2 separate regions of the Mus musculus genome follow, and region 2 is linked to region 1. The links are chromatin contacts, called in public HiChIP or PLAC-seq maps. All regions are on one chromosome and are shown on one strand. Each heading gives the region's core, a stretch centred on a gene start, on an enhancer-like site or on the middle of the called end of the contact. The rest is flanking DNA. Distances are from core to core; before and after follow the strand shown.

The links. HiChIP or PLAC-seq counts read pairs in DNA pulled down with a chosen protein or histone mark.
Region 2: an H3K4me3 HiChIP or PLAC-seq map of embryonic basal ganglia shows a contact between it and region 1, with 4 times the contacts expected there. The contact joins the promoter of 2610028E06Rik here to the enhancer-like site in region 1. A contact is called at or near these places in 1 of 15 datasets of contacts at CTCF or cohesin (the NIH/3T3 cell line), 1 of 484 Hi-C or Micro-C datasets (embryonic stem cells), 10 of 115 datasets of contacts at active chromatin or transcription factors (differentiating embryonic stem cells, embryonic basal ganglia, embryonic hindbrain and 4 more) and 1 of 9 other capture datasets (embryonic stem cells).

Annotation. Positions count from the first base shown.
Region 1 is chr4:125,532,905-125,536,885 of GRCm38.p6, forward strand. All of the region lies in intron 1 of Grik3 (glutamate receptor, ionotropic, kainate 3), which reads left to right. Among named protein-coding and RNA genes, the nearest start is that of Gm32807, 25 kb to the right of the region's middle. Within about 2 kb of position 1,892, at least 47 of the 459 cell types and tissues checked have an H3K27ac peak or open chromatin away from gene starts, as enhancers often do. A contact at or near this core is called in differentiating embryonic stem cells, embryonic basal ganglia, embryonic stem cells and 2 more, where this site is marked.
Region 2 is chr4:125,919,765-125,923,694 of GRCm38.p6, forward strand. 2610028E06Rik (RIKEN cDNA 2610028E06 gene) reads right to left here and starts at 2,639. Exons shown (of 6, transcript NR_015560.2): 1 at 2,313-2,639; 2 at 2,109-2,204.

The sequences.
Region 1 (3,981 bases), core at 642-3,141:
CTTACAACAGGCCTGATTATTGCCCCCAGTGGTTTTGACAGTCCTAGGCAAGAACAATTAATTAGCAGGTACTCCCTCATCCTATGCCTTCCATGGGGCAAGTGCCTCTGCCTCACTTCGCGCTGTGACCCTTCACCCCTAGCCTCTCCCATCACCAGGAGCTCAGTGCTGTCCCCATCTTTCTCCATCTCCTAGAAGACTATTCTACCCATCCTCTGTCGCCTGGCTCACAGGGCTGGGTGGTGCTTTCTGTTTGGCCCTCAGGAGAAAGCCCAGCTTGCCCACATAGCCACTGGAGACTCTGTTCGTTCATAACACTCTCCTCTCAGGCCTGGCTCACTGAAGTCCTGCCTTCTCCCTCCGTATTCCATCTGCGATCTTTGTCCTTAGGTTCCCAAACTCAGCAAGGGAGTGAAAGGTAGCAAGCAGTTCCTCCCTAGGTCCAAGGTCCCTTTCCTTACAGATATCTGTGACCTATGACTCTTTCCAAGAGGCTCAAGTGGCACCAGCTAGGGCTGGCCTTGGAAGTGCACCTCCTTCTCTGAGACTGGCAGGTGGCCCCACCCCCAGGGCCACCTCCCCAGGCCCTGCAACTCTGGCTGTCACTCACGCAGGGGCCCTACTCAGTGCCCAGATGCCTAGTTGCCTCGGTTGTTGGATCACTTTTGATGTGCCCATGCCGTGCCTCCTACCCCGTCTCCAAGATCCTCCAGCTCCTCCATCCATCAGAGATGGAAGGCATTTTGTTTTCTTCCTTTCTGTGAGTTGGGTCCCAGCCCAGGCATCTCCTTGGAACTCAGATATCTGAGCACATTCACGAGAGTTTGCCTGGGCTTCATCCTTGGGAGTCCAGCTGCCCCTCCAGCACTGCTCCCTGGTCTTCCCACTGGCTTGAACTGGTTATGGAACTGGCTTCTACCAGGAATCCTTTGCTGGATCTGATGCAGGGGCACTGGCCCTTCCAGGATGGAAGGGAGGCAAGGGGAGATCTCATGATGGGGAGCTCAGGGGGTAGCCCAGGAGTAGTGCAGGGAAAGCGTCACCCCCCCCAAAGATCCCCGAAAGATCCAGTGGGATGACGCCAGTGGGATGACGTAAGGGTGGGTAGAGAGGGCATCCTGACTGTCCAGCTTCAAATAGGATTCTAAGGAAGGTGGCTGGAGGGCTGGGCAAAGACTTAAGGGGTGATTAGGCAGATGTAAGGCTCTGAGGCTGCATTGTGAAGAGCAGGCAGCACCTGAGTCGGGCGGGCGGGCGCTTGCTGCCTTATTGACATCTACCCCACCCCCACCCCAATGCACACACCTTGACAAGTTACTTGAATTGCCGCACCTGCAAATGGCATAAAGATCTCAGCATCTGCTCCTAGGTTCTTAGTGAGGTTCCAGGGGCATTGATTATGTCTGCAAGGGCCTCGGGCATGGCGCCAGGATGCCACATAAAGTAATTGCTCAATAAAGGGGGTATGGTTATTTCTGCCCGTATATGCCTGGGTGAGGAAGACTGAGCCCGAGTACTCCTGGCCGAGCCATGGCCAACTCTGGTCTCTGCATCCCAGGCAGAAAAAAGACGCTAGGTGGCTGAGCCTTGCTAGCCAGACTGTGTCCCCCAGTGCTAGGGGCGTGGCTGGCTGGCAGCAGGAGGGGCCCAGCCTTATGAACATGAAGATCCCAGTGATCCAAGCATGTGATTCACAGGGCCATTTTGCTGACAGCTTCTTCGGCCTCACCAGTCTCCAAGCAATTAACCAGCCAGGCCCCGGGGAGGGACGTTTGGCGGCAATCAGGGTAACCTTGACCTCCTTTGTGATGCACAGCCAGGCTCTGAGGTGCTCAAGTGCTGTTGAAGGGCAGCTCCTCCCAGCACAGAGAGCTCCTCCTTCTGGGCCAGCTGGAGAGGAGGCCAGGGTACCCGGACTCAGCCACAGACGCTGACATGTCTGACCTTATTTGGCCTTTACACAGTACAAAATTTTTCATGGTCCTGCACATTTTGCTTCCTTGGAGATGTACAGCCAACTGAGCTATATGCTATATGCTCTCTGTGTGTGTGTGTGTGTGTGTGTGTGTGTGTGTGTGTGTGTGTGTGTGATAGGGTTCTGTGTAGAGGACATTGGTGCAACAGAAATGTGAATGGAGATGCGTGTGCGTCTGGGTGGGAATTGGGAAGTGTGGACCGACCTAGGGGAGGAGGCTGCAGTCTGAGCGGGAGTAGAGAGCATATGCAATCAAATGAGTGAGGCAGGAGGGAGGGACCACGGCTGAGGGTCTGGGGAGGCAGTTTTGGGGATGTGGTGACAGCCTTCCCCTGCCACCCCCTCCCCAGTGGCTCAGGCCTGTACGTTTCAAATACTTCATTGTCGGGCCTGGTAAAGCCTTTATTTATAAAGCGCGGGTGTTTCATTCAGCTTAACTGAAAAGGCCTTTAAATCACCGCAGCTGGGAAGGGCTAATTGCAGTTAGAGTTGTCAAGGACTCTCTTGTCTTGCTTTCGCCATCTGTGACATAGTGAATGCAAAGATCGTTTTAAACATAGGCAGTTAATGTAGAGAATAATTTGAGAGCTTTAGATATTTATGGTAAATTATTTAACTTTATAGTTGAGTTTTATTGCCTCATTATTCTGTGTGTGAAGAATCTTGGCGTTTCCTGTGACTCGGCACTTTGAGGAGTTTTACTTTGCCGCGCTCTGGAGGAAAGTTACTCGGGGGCCTGCTCAGCCCTGAGCGGACTCCAGGCTTCCCACAGAGAGGCTCCGGATGGATGTCTATCTAGGTACAGGCCATGGCTGGTGTTTGCCCTGGGTCAGGGTCATTAGGTGCTCCACAGGTCTTCCAGGTTCCTCTTTCCTGTCCCATAAGGTCCCCCTACCTGATGCCCCTCCACCAAGAGTTGTTAGGACCCCAAGGGGACAGGGCTTGGGACAGGCTTTTGGTTTCCCTTCACCTTTTGGATCCTAGGGCCACCCTTTTGTCCCCTGCTGGAATTCTATCCCGCAGTTGGTTGTATGCTTGCGTTGTCTCTTGATCGTTTCTCAGAGCTGTGCCTTCCTAATTACTCAGGTTTCTTTTGAATATCCTTAAGTGGAATATCCTTATGCTGGAAGGAAGATAGCTCCTGCCTCCCGGAACCACTCTCCCTTTCAGTTGGTGACCTTGGTTTGAGCACTGTCTGTAGCCTGTGGGGGGGACTTACATCATGGCAGGATTTTGTTGCAGGTGCTTAACTGAGGGCCTTTCCAGGCAACAGGTGTTGGATTCCTGAAGCTGTAGGGGATAGCCCTAAGCCAGTGATGCTCGGAATGGGAGGACAAACACTCTGCTCCTTTGCCTTCTGGCGGGATTAGCTCAGAGTCTGACCATGATGTCCCCAGGGTTTCCTGGATGATCTGCTCAGCCACACCCCTCCCACTCTGACTCACACACACCACCCCCCCCCACACCCCCCCCCCCCCGTCTTCTCCATCAGTATTCTCTGGAGTAGCTCTCAGGCAGATGGCTTGAACTCAAACCCTGTCTCAAGCTTTGCTTCTAGAGCAGTGGTTCTTCACCTTCCTAAAGCTGCAACCCTTTAATACAGTTCCTCATGTGGTGACCCCCAACCATAAAATTATTTCCGTTGCTACTTCAGAACTGGAACTTCGCTACCGTTATGAGCCAGAACGTAAAATGGTTTTTCTATGGTCTTAGGTGATCCCCGTGAAAGAGTCATTCAACCTCCAAAGAGGTTTGCAACCCACAAGAGTTGAGAACTCTTGCTCTAGGACCTTCTTTGCCTGGCAGCCGTGGAGTTGACCCATAGCACTGCCTATCTGATGACTTTAGGGATGTTGAACTCTGCCTTCTTAGCCCACTCGCTTGACTTGGGAAGTGATATATGCTCGGTTGTGTTCAGCCTTTGTCAGACTTTCTTCCACAGGACAAAGGAGCAGCCAGCCAGCTTGAGTTAAGCACAGCCCCCCTCACCCCCACACGAACTTGCT
Region 2 (3,930 bases), core at 1,389-3,888, 390 kb after region 1:
ACAAATGATCACAGACTTAACACAGTCTAAAATAATACCTATTTATTATCTCAGGTAAGAAGTCCAGGCTGAGGCTTGGCCGGATCTTCTACTGAGAGCATAGCTAGAATCGAAATGAGAAGAGTCATGTCCACCGTCCTTCAGGCTGTCGCCAAATTATAGGGCTGAAGCCCTCGTGTCCTTGCCACTTACTTGTTGGTCATAGCCATCTTTGAAGGCCAGCCCTATTCCCTGGTCCACGGCCTCTTCCATATTCAAAGTCAGCCATGGAGCATCACTGAGTCACTCACCCTCTTCAAACCTCTCTGGCTTCCTCTTCTGCCAGCGCTTGCTCCTGAATAATGTAGTCTCTCTAAGATCATCTGATTAATAAATAGTTGTCCCTGCTAAGCCCTCTGATCCTGCTGTTCTTTAGGAAAGGGACAGAGAGAACACTGCCCTCTGTTCAACCTGATTTTTTTTTTCAATCTAACTACCTCAAAGCAACAAGCACTGGCCCTCCATAGCTACTGTCCACGACCCGGTTAACTAGAAATCTTTCCAGCTGTCACCAAACCCGCTCATGTAATTACAATCCACGCAATTAATCCATCCACTGAAAACAGGAAACTGAGTCACAGATCATATGTCAGTGAGCACAGTTTGAGCAGCTTTGAGTTAGAAGCCAGGAATGAAGACGTATAACACATGTTCCGGAAAGAGCTGCCGAGACGACTGGAGGATCAACGGCCCGGGACTGGGTGCTAAGGTTCCTGGGCAGCTGTGACTGGGGAATGGCGAGAGAAACACAGTTCACAGGAGGCAACACAGGTGGTGGTTACACTCGCAAATGGAAACTAAATCAGCCAGAGAGGGAAGCAGTGAGCGTATCAGGCCAGACTTACAGGTGAGACTCAGACCGCAAAAACGTTCCTTTTACCCCCTAAATCAACGGACTATTTTTAAATCCTTTCCACACACCCACTGAAGGTGCTCGAAAGAAAATCGGAGTTGTTGCTAGGGGGAGACTCTGTACAGTCCCACCTGGACACAGGACTAGAAAAATTTAAAGAACAAAAGCACAGAAAGGGTTCACTCTGGGCAGGGGAAACAGACATAGCCTGTACTTAAGGGGAGAGTCCAAGATTGCGCTGGGAGAATAGCTTGCAAAAAGACGGTCTATGGAGAGTATGTGTCTATAGAAATAAGCATTGTGGCTAGAGCAAATAAACTGGAGAAGACAGAAATCCAATACAAGGATGTATCCACTGGCTAGCCATCACTGTGCGAACAGAGGCCTGGCCATGCCACGGAGAAGGAAAATGTCCTTGTCAACTAGGGACCAGAAAGGAAGACAGTTTACCCAGTGGTGCCTGAGTTCTTCAACAAAGGATCACCGGCAGGATGAGTGTCACCACCTGGCTCATACCCAGCAGTGTCTGAGCCCCTCAATAAAGGATGCCCACAGGGTGAGTGTTGCCCACTTCAGTGGTGTGCTGGAAAACAGATGCGACAGTGAGTAGTCATCTATAGCACTTGCCAAAGGCCCTGGTGTGAATATTCTTACCCAAGTTGATTTCAAGCTATCCAGCTGAGGATGTGGCTCAGTGGCAGAGCACTTGCCTAGCGTGCTTAAAGGAAGAGATCCTGTTCCGTCCCTCTACTCCTGTCCCCTTGGGTGGTAAAGAAGCAGGGCAATGCTGGGTGTGACCATTGCACAAAAAATGCCTTCCAACCTGCGCTCCTGCTGCGCTGAAATTGCTTGGGAGGATGGGACGCAGCAGCCAGAGCGAGGGAAGCGGAACGAGATTTCTATGGATCCTCTATTATCTGCCCTCCGCAATGCAGGCAGGCCCTGTGGTAGTCGCAGAACTAAGAAGGTGCCCCCTGCTGTCCAAGGGATGGATGTGAAAGGCTAGAGTTAAACAGGAGCCCCAGTGGTAGGGATTCTCCAAGGTCAGAGGCAGCGGGGTCTCTGAAGGCACCAGGCAGGCCCACAGAGGACAGAGACTCGCGTAAGAGAGGGAGAATTCACACAGGCTAGAGGGTTCTTTCTGGTAACTGAGTCTTCCAACTTTGCAAAGTTCTAGGAGGTAAGGTTTTCATCGCCGCTCCAGGCAAGACCCTACCTTTTGTATGGTTCACAGCCTCGAAAAAACAGCGCCACCCGCTGGTGATCATGTGCTCAAGCACGGGGCCTCCGGAAAGCATTTTATATCCAAGACCTAGAGAGGAATTGTGGATGGCTGAGCACACACAGCCCCTTCCCTGCTGAAGCATGAAGAAGCATTCCATTCACAAGAGGAAAATGAGGCCAAGAAAGCTTTTCTTACCTGAAAGAACACGAAATCCATGCCCGGGATGGCAGAGTTCCCTCAGCTCGAGATTCCAGTTCGCTGCCCACAGCCAGGGCCAGACCCAATCGGTGGTGGAGTGGACTAGGCAGGGAAAAGTCGGGTGGGTTTCGTGGGGACAAGCTGTAGGTGGGCTCTGAGAGTCTCTGATCTTCACCTTCTCATCCTGAGTTCCTCACACAGGGCTATGGCTTCAGTAGGCCCCCCTAAGCAGCAGTCTCCCTGGAATCTGCAGCTGCATGCTGTCTTCAGGGGCGGGGCTGGGCGGGAAGGGGATGAATACCAGGACCCAGAGATGATGCGTCTGGCGTGGCCTGGTTCCCTCTCCGCTCCTCTGCGCCTTAATTAAGTGCTTTCATTTCCCTCCTTCCCAGCACAGAGGCCCAGCTGAGATAAGGCATTGATCCCCTCCCAAAGGAGGAGGGAGGCCTGCCGAGCTCTTTGTGGGACAAAGACTGATGGCTTATTAGCAAGGCCTTAATTGTGTGGCCTGAAACTTGAGGAAGTTAGAAGATACATCTGAACTAGGGAGTGCCTCTGAAGTGAACCGTTTCTTCCCTGCATCCCACCGTACACCCCCACCTCAGCCCAGCCTAGTGGAGATCAGCCCACCCTAGCCCTGACCTCAGGGAAGCAAAGGCTCAGAGTGTTGATTGCAAAGGATGGGGAAGATGTCTCGCACGGCCAAATGATGCTCCAGTTTGCCAGATGCAGACAAGGACAAGGTCCAGGGACCCAAATGTAGACACCAGCTCTGCTACTATCTAGCTGAAAGACTCTAATAAAGCCTAGCCCTCTGAGGGCCTCAGTTTCCCTTTCTGTACAATGAGAAAGTTTACTTCTAGCCATAGTATACAAATATATGTGTTGAAACTGTGTGGCGGGGAGGAATAAAAGGTAAAGTCAAGTGCCATCCAATTCCTCAAGGCCCATTTTCTTCTTCCCTGTGTGTTAGAATTCACAGAAACGCAGTGGCAACTGGAGCATCCCGGATCAACTGCTCCATCATTCCAGCTGCCCAGTAGGTGTGATTAGAGTCATGGGGCTATCAGGAGTTAAGACAGTCCCCTATAGCAGCAAGTCCCCAGCCCTGGTAATCATTCATCATTCTTTCTTAAAAGATAACTTCTTGTAGATAGATAGATAGATAGATAGATAGATAGACAGACAGATAGACAGACAGACAGACCATAGAAACCAGTAGCTGCTATAATCTCCTTGAGGAGAAAGCGCTGCAGCCAACACAGCATCCCATCCATGTGAACGGAAAATCTGAGCATCCCATGCAGCCCTGCCCTTCACACCCAGCAGCCCTCCCAGCCAGTGCGTATCCTTGGCAACCAGCCAGGGCCCAGGGTTTCACATCGACATTTGTTGAATAAAAAATGAACGTAGGAAGTTAAGGAGCAGTGCATAGGGAACACTGGAGCCTCAAGCCTCATCCGTCACCTGCAAGCCTCTCACCTCACTGGGTCTTCCAACACAACACAAAGGGTCACAATGCCGTTGTCTCTGTCCTAGGGCTGAGGACACTGTTTTCAGGAAGGAGTAAATCGGTTGTCCTCCCGTGGACACAGACAGCTAGAGGCTGAGAACC